Linked DNA regions of Mus musculus: all the other regions are linked to region 3. A link is a contact called in public promoter capture Hi-C data. All regions are on one chromosome and are shown on one strand. The core of a region is the stretch at or near the end of the contact, and the rest is flanking DNA. Distances in the headings are between cores, read along the strand shown. Region 1 holds the start of Hmox1 (heme oxygenase 1). Region 2 holds the start of Tom1 (target of myb1 trafficking protein). Region 3 holds the start of Rbmxl1 (RNA binding motif protein, X-linked like-1).

The links. Promoter capture Hi-C pulls out the DNA fragments that hold promoters and counts their contacts.
Region 1: a promoter capture Hi-C map of pre-B cells shows a contact between it and region 3. The contact joins the promoter of Hmox1 here to the promoter of Rbmxl1 in region 3.
Region 2: a promoter capture Hi-C map of liver shows a contact between it and region 3, with 4 times the contacts expected there. The contact joins the promoter of Tom1 here to the promoter of Rbmxl1 in region 3. A contact is called at or near these places in 2 of 39 promoter capture datasets (liver and pre-B cells).

What each region holds. Positions count from the first base shown.
Region 1 is chr8:75,091,416-75,095,162 of GRCm38.p6, reverse strand. It overlaps Hmox1 (heme oxygenase 1), which reads right to left and starts at 1,545. Exons shown (of 5, transcript NM_010442.2): 1 at 1,391-1,545. The coding sequence starts at 1,413.
Region 2 is chr8:75,032,277-75,035,976 of GRCm38.p6, reverse strand. Tom1 (target of myb1 trafficking protein) reads right to left here and starts at 2,291. Exons shown (of 15, transcript NM_011622.3): 1 at 2,150-2,291. The coding sequence starts at 2,201.
Region 3 is chr8:78,507,516-78,511,235 of GRCm38.p6, reverse strand. It overlaps Rbmxl1 (RNA binding motif protein, X-linked like-1), which reads left to right and starts at 2,308. Exons shown (of 2, transcript NM_001252089.1): 1 at 2,308-2,437. Slc10a7 (solute carrier family 10 (sodium/bile acid cotransporter family), member 7) reads right to left here and starts at 1,908. Exons shown (of 12, transcript NM_029736.2): 1 at 1,562-1,908. The coding sequence starts at 1,661.

The DNA.
Region 1 (3,747 bases), core at 296-2,795, 3.4 Mb after region 3:
TATACTCAAAGTATCTGCATTAAATAGTTTCTGTAATCCAGCAGGAGGATTGGAGAGTTTCAGACCAGTCCGGCACGATCTTTAAATCAAAAAGGTGCCGATACTGTACCTTAGTGGTACAGTGCTTGCCTAGAATGTCTGAAGTACTAAATTCAATCCTTACTGCTAAAGTCAGGGATGAGGATTAAACACTGGAAGGAGGCTCAGCCAGGAAAAGCACTTGCCACCATGCCTGATAAGCCAATCTTTCTTGGAACCCACATGGTGGTCTGAGAAATGACTCCTTTCAAGTCCTCTGACCTTCACATGTTTAATGTGTCACTCTACATGCACAATAAATAAAATGTAATGAGACACTTTAAATAAAAATATAAAAATAAGGTTGGTGGGCTGGAGAGGTGGCTCAGCGGTCAAGAGCACTGACTGCTCTTCTAAAGGTCCTGTGTTCAATTCCCAGCAACCACATGGTGGGTTCTGACACCTTCATCTGCTGTGTCTGATGACAGCTATAGTGTACTCATATACATTAAATAAATAAATAAATAAATACATAAATATTTTAAAAAAAAACTTTTTTTTAAAAAAAGTATGATTGGGTTTATTAAAAAAAAAAAAAAAAAGAGCTGGGTGGAATGGCACATGCCTCTAATGTCAGCACTAGGGAGGCAGAAGCAGACAGATCTCTGAGTTCTAGGCCAGCCGGATCTACAGAGTGAATTCCAAGACATCCAGGGCTACAAAGAGGAACTCTGTCTCAAAAGTCAAAGAGGAGAAGGAGGAGGAGGAGGAGAAGGAGGAGGAGGAGGAGGAGGAGGAGGAGGAGGAGGAGGAGGAGGAGGAGGAGAAGCCAAGCATGGTGGTGGAGCACGTTCAATCTCAGGAAGCAAAGTGAAGCGAACTGGAGTTCAAGGCCAACTTGATCTACTAGGGAGTTCCAGAGTTCCAGGACTACATAGACCCTGTCTCCAAAACAAAACACACAAAAACCCCTCCTCTCCCCACACACCCCCAAACAAAAAACACCCCAACCTCAGCACCCTCTAGTTCTGCTACTGGCCTCCCTGCATCTTACAAATCGTCTGAGGTTGGAAATTGATAAGTGACCACTCCGCGCCAGCAAAAGACAAGCTCCCCAACCCCCAACCCCAAGAATAGTGAGTACGGGTTCCAGGACTTAGCAGTGCGTTCACCATCCCTCAAACCTGGATACTACAAGACACTCCCAATCGTCACCTCCAGCGTGTCAGAGGAGTGAATCACATTTTCTCCCTCCAGCTTCCCATAGCTACAGGTAGACTGGGCGGTAACTCGTCCCCTGGCCCCGCAGCCTGCATTCCCAGGCAGGATAAGGGACACCGGTCACAGCTCCCTTCCCCACACAGTCGCTTGCCTGTCGGGCTGTGGACGCTCCATCACCGGACTGGGCTAGTTCAGGCTGGTTCTGCTCGATTCAGGCTCCGGGCTATGCTCGAGACGGCTCTGCGCGGGCAGGCTCCACTCACTGGTTGTATGCGGAAACTCTGGAGGCGACTGGAGACCGTGAGCGAGCAGCTGCCCGCGCCAGCCCTTTAAGTACGCGGGTCACGTGGTGGCCGCCCAGCTGAGCCGGCGTTCTCGCTGCTGTTGCAACATCCAGCCCGGAGGCGGGCCCTGCCTGTAAGGGGATAAATCATATGACTCTGGCAAGTCTGTTACAAAAAAAAGGGAGAGAGAGAGAAAAAAAAGAGAAGAGAAGAGAAGAGAAGAGAAGAGAAGAGAAGAGAAGAGAAGAGAAGAGAAGAGAAGAGAAGAGAAGAGAAGAGAAGAGAAGAGAAGAGAAGAGAAGAGAAGAGATCTGAATGAGTTGCCTCTTGGCAGAATTTGGGTCCTTTCCAGAACCCTCTACTCTACTCAGTGACAGGAAGACGGGAGTAGCCCTTCAGGAATCTTGAAGGTTTCAGAACTATAAGACGATCCTAAATGTGAGATGCTGGTGGGCAAACCCAGGGATTGACCCACACTACCTGAGTCTACCTTCCCGGAACTCTTAGGATAGCTGGTTTTTTCAATCCTTTATGTTCACAGTTCTGCTTGGTTTGCTGACACTTGCCTTGATTAACTTTTCCATGGTTTATCCCTATATATCATGGTGGGGACATAGATGGCTCCAGTTTTACAGGTGGGGAATCTGAGCTGGAGGTTGAAGTGTTCTGCCCAGGGTCTCATGGAGTGCAGCACCCGAGTGTTTGGCTGCCTTCTCGGCGCTCTCCTAGAACCTGGTCCACACCATGACTTCCTGATGCCCAGGTACAGAAGACTGTGAAGTCAGGACACATAGCTCTGACACATCTATCACCACAGATACCCACTGCTGCTTAGCAGGGTAAGGCTTGGAATTCACCTTCTGAATTCCTGATGAGCTGGACTCTTCAGTACAGAACAGACATGACACAGACATACTGGGTGGTTCTTCAAAGCCTCCATAGTTTTGTATGTCCTCTTTTGTTGTTGTTAAAAGTATTTACTTCTTAAAATATTTCTTTAAAAAGTATTTACTATTTTCTGGGTAGTGATGGCACATTCCTTTAATTCTAGCACCTAGGAGGCAGAGGCTGGCAGATCTCTGTGAGTTTGGAACCAGTGTGGTCTACAGAGTGAGTTCCAGGACAGCAGAGGTTACACAGAGAAACCCTGTCTGGAGAAGACAACAATGAAAAGAATATTATTTATTTTATGTGTGTGTATAGGCCCATGTATATGTATGCATGCATTCATGCTGGGTGCATATAGGTGCCTGAGAAGGCCAGAAAAGGGCATTGGATCCCCTAGAACTGGGAATTAAGGTGGTAGTGAGCTGCCCATGCTCACAACTGAATTCAAGTCCTCTGTAAGAGCAGAAAGTACTGTCAACCACAGGCCATCTCTCCAGCCTCAAAATGACTTTTGATGTCAACAAAGATTTCATTCTTTTGTTTCTTTGTTTTGTTAATCCTGAGATTCTCCAGAAAAACCAACTCCAACATTTTGGGCCAAGTTAGAAGCAAGCTTTAAATATTAAATACTAACCTTTGGGGATGGACTTTGACCAGGTATGTTCTCTGGGATTTCCCAGCTGATAATGGCCTTGAGCCTCATGTTTCAGGGGTTTATAAGGACAAACCTATAGGCTCAGTACTTTCCCATGACCTACAACTCCCTGCATTCGGGTAGTTACCTCTGGTGTTCCTAAGCAGGAGGGATTTACAGTTAATTTTGGACATTATATTTTCTTTCTTCCCCCCCCCAAAAAAAACAGGGTTTCTCTGTGTAGCCCTGGCTGTCCTTGAACTCACTTTGTAGACCAGGCTGGCCTCAAACTCAGAAGACCAGGCAAAACTCAAACTCAGAGATCTGCCTGCCTCTGCCTCCCAAGTGCTGGGATTAAAGGCGTGCACTACCATGACTCGCTCTTCTTCTGTTTTTAAGGCTAAAATGAAATGGTGGTTCTAAGTCCTCGACTCTGAGAGAAGGAGAATGGAAGTCAACAACTGCCCATCAAGGGTTGATTCCCCACAGAGGGGAATGGGATGGCCAAGTCTCACCTGCATGTACCCAAGAATCTGTGGCACACGGTAAAGAGAGCTGCCATTTCTCTGCCACGAGAAGCAGTGACAATGGAATAACAGCTCATAATAACGGAAGAACACACACACACACACACACACACACACACACACACCCGGCATGCAGACAACTCATTTCACTCTCTCAGGAACTCCACCAAAGAAG
Region 2 (3,700 bases), core at 1,042-3,541, 3.5 Mb after region 3:
TAGATTGAGGACAGAACAAAAGAGCAGAAATTGGATGAGGAGTTGGGAAATGGCCTTAGGGAGGAGGTGATGGTGCCCAGTGCTTCCAGGAATGAGCCCAACTCCTCATGGCAGCATGTGGCATGGCAGCACTCCAGACTGTGAGACCAGCAATTATCAAGGTGTTTGTGAATTGTGAGGCCAGTGACACTGGGCTCTGATTAACACCACTTAATGACTGCTATCCTCTAGGATGCCAATTCTATGAGACTCCACTCTCAGGGCAGGAAGTCAGCAGACCTGGGAAGACACCACTTTACTCCTGCAGCAAAGAGGGGCTTGGATTATAAGAATACAAGCAGCTAAAACCTGCTTGTCATTAATCATCACAGCCAGTCAGGTCTTCTCTACTTGGAAGCTGATGGGAGACGACTTCTTGAGTCCTGAAGTTTCTGACCAACCTGGTCAACACTGCGAGACCCTGTCTCAAAAACAAATGCAGACTCAATCTCCAGTGCTTCTATCTCTATACACGGAAGAGTATGTAACACCGATACTGTTGTTGTTCTTTAAGTTAGGGTCTCTGTAGCCCAGGCTGGACTTGAGTTCAAAATCATCCTGTGTCAGCTTCCTGAATGCTGGGATTATAGGCATGTGCCACCATACCTGGCTCTTTTACAGCTTTGCCATCTTGTCTCAATTCACTTGGTTTTGGGTCTTACTCTGCAGCTTATGTTACCCTGCAACTAATTTCAGAATCAGCTAGCCTGGGACTTTGTGTCAATCCTCCTGTCTTAGTCTCCTGGGTATAGGATTACAGATGTGAACCACTGCTTCTGGTGGGAAATTTCAAAACGTGTGGTTTCCCAGCCAGTTGCAAAGAGAACTGGGAACCCTACACCTGCCCATCTGAGTCTTGGATAGGTCTGACATGAACCCCAAGGCAGAAAGGGTCCAGCAGTGAGATTTAGTCAGTGTTCTGAGGTACTGATGTAGCAGTACTCTTAATCAGAAGTATTTCTTGCCCAAGGCAGGCAACTTTCAGGGCAGGAGAGATGCTGAGCTTTGAACTGACAGGCAGTTTAAAAGACTGAACCCAAAAGACTTTATCCAAAAAGTCTCAGGACTTTGAGGCTGGCTTTGAAGGCCAGACTAATTTGCCTGTTTTACATAGGAAATCTGCGAAGAAGACTGCCTTCTCTTTCCAGGTCTCAAACAACGATTTATGGTGAAGCACCTGGGCTTCAGGCATCAGAGCTCCCTTGCAGAGAACTGATGAGAACCTCAAAAGAGCTACTAACAGCTGCAGTGTTGGTTACAACACAGAGCTGGGTTAACAGTTTCAGGGGAAGCCTTAGCTTTCAGATTCGGCCTTCCCAATTTCACAATGCCGTCGGGACCCTTCAGGTAAGGGGGTATGGATGTCACGCCCAGACCACCCATTCCTGGGGAAACGTCGCCGCCTGGCCTTTGCCCGAGAGTAGGTGCTGGGAGCCGGCACCTTCCCATGGGCTCCAGCCCCAGTAGGTGGTAACACGTTGACAATGACAGGCGTTAGCCATGTGCCAGGAAACATCCTCAGTGCTATCTTATTAATGCATTTAATGATCAAACAAGTCCAGGAAGGCTGGGCCATGACCCTTTAACTATGGGCGAGGACCATCACGGGGGCGACGTCACATAAACCCGAGACTCCCGACCATGGGGACAGAGGCGCGGCCGAACCTAGACACCCCGGCGTCTCGGAATGTGAAGAGTCGGTGACGCGGCGAATGATCAAGACGCCGCCAGCCCGGGAGGGGCTCTTAGTCTGCGCGCGCCCGGTGGTGGCGCGGCCCAACGCCTTCTCATCACAGCAGTCCCTTTAACCCAAACTTTCTCCCTCTACTCGGACCCCAGCACGCACACATTGGCTGAACCACATCCGCCCAGGACCGCCTCCTTCCACTGCCTATTGGCTACATCAAGCATCAATCCCCATATAAGACTTCCGATTGGCCCGTGTTCTTGTCAATCAGGTGGGTCATAGGGTGGGCGGAGCCCAGAGCGCCGCGCCAGCCTCACCGCCTAGCCTCCCTCCTGTCTGCCAGACTGCGGACTCCGACAGGTCCCAGGGCCAAGGCCAGAGCGGCACACAGGGGCGGGACTGCGCGCGGCTCCGGGGACTCACCGATCCGTTGTCCCACCGGAGAGCTGAACGGATTTCCCAGGAGAAAGTCCATTGCCGCGGCTACCGCTGCCACCAGCTCCCAGAATCAGGTGACAGCAACCGCCGGCGCCGCCGACCCGCCACGTGACCCGTTGGCCAGCCCGCGGGGTGGTGCCGGCAGGCGGGGGCTCTGGAGCGCAGCCACGAGGCCCCGCCCCCTACTAGGCTGCCCCTGGGCCGTGGCTGACGCCACACCAGGGCGGGGCCTGGGAGGGCCGGCTTCTAAGCCACGCCCCTGAAGCTTCAGTGCGCGCCACTGTGGAGCCTGGAAGTCTTGACATCCTGAAACTGGGTCTCTGGCCAGGGAAAGACCTGGGTCAGGTTACGCATACTCAGACAGGTATTAGTATTAGTGTCTTAGCCTTTAGTCCTGGGGACCAAGCCCTGAGGATGACAGCCTCCTTGCCCAAGTCGGACTCGAAATTTCCATTTGATGTCTCCCCGCTCCAAGAGCCAGAGGAGGCAAGGGCCTGGGTTTTTGCTCTCTTGAGACAGAGAATGAACTGCCTGTCCTGTGGCAAATGCTTTCACCTCATAAGCCACCTCATCTGCCTTGGCTCTCACCTGGCAAACCGGAAAAGTGCTTTTTCCTTATCTGTTCCCCTCAGCTGTAAATATCCATAATGTAATGCTTTCAGAGTATTGAGGTGACATGAAAATCACTCATAAGGCATTCCGTAATGGTTGCTTCCTCCTTGCTGTATCTTTGTAAGGCATTATGTTTTAAACTTTTAAATTTTTTTTTAACTCTATATGTGTGTGTTCCATGGTGCATACAGAGAGGTCAGAAGAAAACGTGGAGGAATCGATTCTCTCACCACATTTAATCTGAGATTAAACAAGTACTGTGGGCCATCACACTTCCTCCTCCATTTTGGCAGGGCTCATACCTAGGACTTTGCCACACTGAAACCCGGTGCTGCAGTCCCCCCCACCCCCCCTTTTTTTTTGACAATATCCCTTGTCTGGCCTCAAACTCAGATCCCTGGGGTGTTGGAATTGGAGAAGTATGTGCATCATAGCATGCAGCCTTATTATTATTATTATTTTTTTTTTGCTACTTATGACTTTTAACATTTTGTTTTTCCATTAACTTTTTCCTTAACCATGAAAGGTCAAATTTCCATATTTCAATGTTCACAGTATTAGCACATATTCACTTCAGGCCATGTGGCTGTTGACTCAGAGACAAGGAGGTGACATCACATTTTTTTTTTATTTAAAATAGACAAGACTCTGGAAAGCTCCTGGGATATGAACTGTCTGTTTTTTGGCATAGAATTTTCATGCAACTCTGACAAAAGATTGATGGATACTTTTTGATTTAGGCCAATAGCAATATTTTAAATGGTTTCATTTGCTATGCCACAACTATCATATTCTCTCCTTTTATAATACATGCAAATGATATTTGAGAGCCTTTACATATAAGGTGTGTTCAACCTGAGACCCAAGGGCTGCATGGCCCAGGATAGATAGGAACATGGTAACTTGACCTTTATTTCAGGATTT
Region 3 (3,720 bases), core at 1,059-3,558:
AGCTCACAGAGTCCATCTTGTATCTGCCAGAACAAGAAACTCTAGGGAACTGATTCACCATCAGCAACCTTCCTGTCCACTCAGCACTGGGGAAGGCAAGGGAAAAGGCATTTGGCAAACCCAGACATGCGGGGCTATAGGCCACACACGTCAGCAGGAACTCCATCTCAATGCTGAGCAGAGATCTAGCCTCACTGTAACCAGTACAGTGGAGCATCGTAAGTAGCCTCAAAGACAGGAGCATGTCACTTCTCCCAGCTCCAGGAACAAGAGATTCCCCCTTCATTTGACTGAACTCAAAATCCCAACTTAACAGTTTCCCAAAGGCTCACAGAAAGGTTGTTTCTAAAACTAACTGGTAACTATACATACTCTATGTTGCATTTAAATTTTAAAATATGTTAAATTTAAAGGGGAAAAAATTAAATATAGAAAGCTTTCCTATCGAAATCACTGTTTAAATAATTCAATCCAAACGATTCCAGAAGTTACTCTAAATGGAGAAATTAGGGCTGGGGAAAGAAAAAACACTATTCAGAGAGATCATCCATTCACTTCTGTAAGGTTTTAATAACAAGGTAAAATTTCAAATATCTACATGGGCACCTCCTACTTGGGAAAGACTGTGTGTTCTTCTGTCCTTATTTGGGTCCATTGCATGGTTGATATATTCGATCTGCCAATAAACCTGGAACCTAACTCATGAGGTCAAAAACATATGAACTGAAGAAACTCAATTAATATCTATGAAAAGCAGAACAAGGTTGTCTGAAGGTGGGGGAGAGGGTATAAAACGCCAGTGACACGTCCCATGTTCCCACCAGTGTCCACAGGTCACATTACAAAGCTCCTACTATTCAGAGATTGGAGCGGAGGTTTTAACCCATCCACACTTCCCTGCCAAAACATACAGTGTGCATAGTCTAACACAGTCTGCAACTGTTGGACGGCTGCTGTAGTAACGGCAGCCCAGCAGCACACGGAAGTAGTGTCCCGTAAGGAAAGAGTGCAACGTGTCAGTACAATTGGGAGTTTTAGTCAGCAACTAAGGCACACTAAAAATTGAAGTTTGGAGCAAGGGTATCCTTTTTTCCTTTTTCTCCTATCCGCCGCTCCCGCCAATAATCTCCCCCAAACCCCTTTCTCTCCAACAGACTTTTTTTTGGGGGGGGGGGGCGGCAAAAGGGAGGAGTCGGAAATAGACTGGATAATGAGGTCTATTCCAGGATAGATAAAGAACTCCTGGCAACCTATAGTCCCTTGGGATGGGATGCTACTAAGAACGAGAGGAGTAACTTTCAGTTTCTGTACCCTCACTCCGGCACTGAGCAGAAGTCATTGATTGCCCGCAGAAAAGGCAACCTGCACTCCCACTCCCCTGCCCCATTCCTAATTCCCTCCTGGGCTAGCAAGTGAGAAGAACCTGCTAAAAGCCCCCCTCTCTCCCGCTGCGAGACAGAGGGCTGTGCCGCAGCCAGGGCGGCCGCTCCTCCCGGGGACTCGCCGACGAGTTCAGAAGTGGGAGCCGGCGCGCTGCAGCCGGCGGAGGTGCGGCACTTACCCCCGTTCACTCCGACCGACGGCTCGAGCTTAGCGGCGCCGATCGCCACCACTATCCCGACCATGAACCATTCTTTCCTCGCCCTCTCCAGCAGCCTCATATTTGTTAGGGCGGGTGGGTTTTGTTTATTTGTTTGGCTGGCTTGCTTTCCAAACTGCGATCCCTAAATCCCCGGGGCGTCTCCACACTTTCCTCGATCCCTCCAGACATGCAGCAGAGCAAGTCAAATTGCCACTCGTAAACTAAAGACCGAGGGGTGGCTCGGGCGGCTCCGAGGCGGGCTGGGAGTAGTAGTACCCAGTGACAGGAAAGCCTCGCTGAGCGCCGCCATCACTACCACGCACCTCAGAATAGACGCGCCCACCCGCCGAGGACCAGGGCGCAGGGGACGTAAAACGGAGGCACACCAGGAGCACGCAAGTGAGACGAGTCACGGGCTGCACTAACAGGACCCGCCGCCGTGCATACACGGCCAAGCTTGGGGAGGCCCGCAGTGGGAGAGAGGGATGAGGCGCCCCAGACGCCCAGCCTCATCATGGGTGTCGCTGCAGTAAAGCTATATTGACGGCGGCCCGAGCCCCGAGACATGCCTTGCAGAGAGCGTCTCTCACTCTGCCCTGAGCCCGAGAGACCCGCGGCGTGCGCTGGGCCGGTACCGGGCTGCGCCGTGGCGGCGGCTGCGCGCGCCAATGCCTGCTATGTCTATGCGCGTATACTCGAGACATTACGGCGACGACCGACGTCGCGTTGACGTTGCGCGGGGGGAGGGGAAGCCATTCGCGGCCTCTGGTTCTCGGCGGGAGCGGCGGCGGCAGACGCGTGTGGCGACCGGCGCGGGAAAGCGGCTTCCTAGTTAGGGAAGCGTTAGCCCCGTGGGTAGGTTGAAAATCGGTGGCCGAGCAGACGTCCGGGACGGCAGGCCCCCCGCCTTCCCGCAGCGGCGGCGGCGGGAAGGCGGGGAAGGCGGGCTGGGCCTTCCCGCCAGGTCGGTGGCCTGCCCGGGCCTTTCTGCCCGACCGCCTCCGCGGCCAAAACCCGCCTCGGGAGTGGGGAGGACGGCCGGGATGGGGCAAATCTTCCCTGGGGGGCGGTGAGAGAGCGACCCAGGCTCCTCCCCACCCGTGTGCCGCGCGTGGGCGGGCGATTCCGGAGGCCGCGTGGTGCGGGCCTTTGCCTGACCCCGAACCACTAAAGCAACAGGACAACTGAGAGGGGGCCAGGAACTCAGAACAAAAGCAGTGAGGGCCAGATCCAGGGTGGAGGGTCTGATGTCCGCCCCCTCCCCCAACCCTCGGTTTCTTGCATTGCATTTTGGCGAATCTATGACATAGTTTCACGAATGGTCTTCCGAGCATCAACCCTTCCTCTTTATGCACCCAAAGAAAGAAAGGAACAAAGTATTGTGGGACATTTTGAAGCAGCCTGGTATCAGCTACTTGAATAGTTTACTATGGAACGTAACGTTCGAAAGGGATTGTACCAGACTTTCATTCTGAATGCATTCAAAGCTTGAAAGAGACTCGGCGTGCAATTTGCTCTATTTAACTTTATCTTGCTGACATGACTCGCTATCCAAAAACTAAGCTGCTTTAAGCAGTTGTGCTATCAGTTCTCAGTTGCACAGCCCCCACTGCTCGGTAATTACGCATCAGGCAGCATGAAGAAAAGCTAATCTCAAGATAAAAAGAACTTAATAGGGAGACATTAAACAATTTACCAGGCAAAAGAAGTACATGAAATGTGATAAAGGCTTATTATAAGACAGTCACAAGGTAAGTGGAGTTCTAGGAAGTAAAATTTATAACATAATTTTCTTCAGTAATTTTGCTTGGTTCAAAAGGAAAAAAAAATCTGCCTCAGTCATCGAATACTCAAAAGGTCATCACAGATAGTGCTGCTTAAGTAAGGCTGCTCACAGAGTCTTTCTAGAGATTTTGACCTGTTTAGAACAAAATCTTAATTCATAGAATATTTTAACCGTAGTTTTGTGAATTGTATTGTCAAGGACTGTATTAGTTTGCTAGGGCTGCTATAACAAATAGTCCCCTCCCCGAGTTAGCTATACTCAGACAATAGACATGTTGTTTTACTGTTGCAGAATAAGGAAATCCAAAATGGAGATATTGGAGGGCCATGTGTTCTAAAGGCTCTTTCCAGCT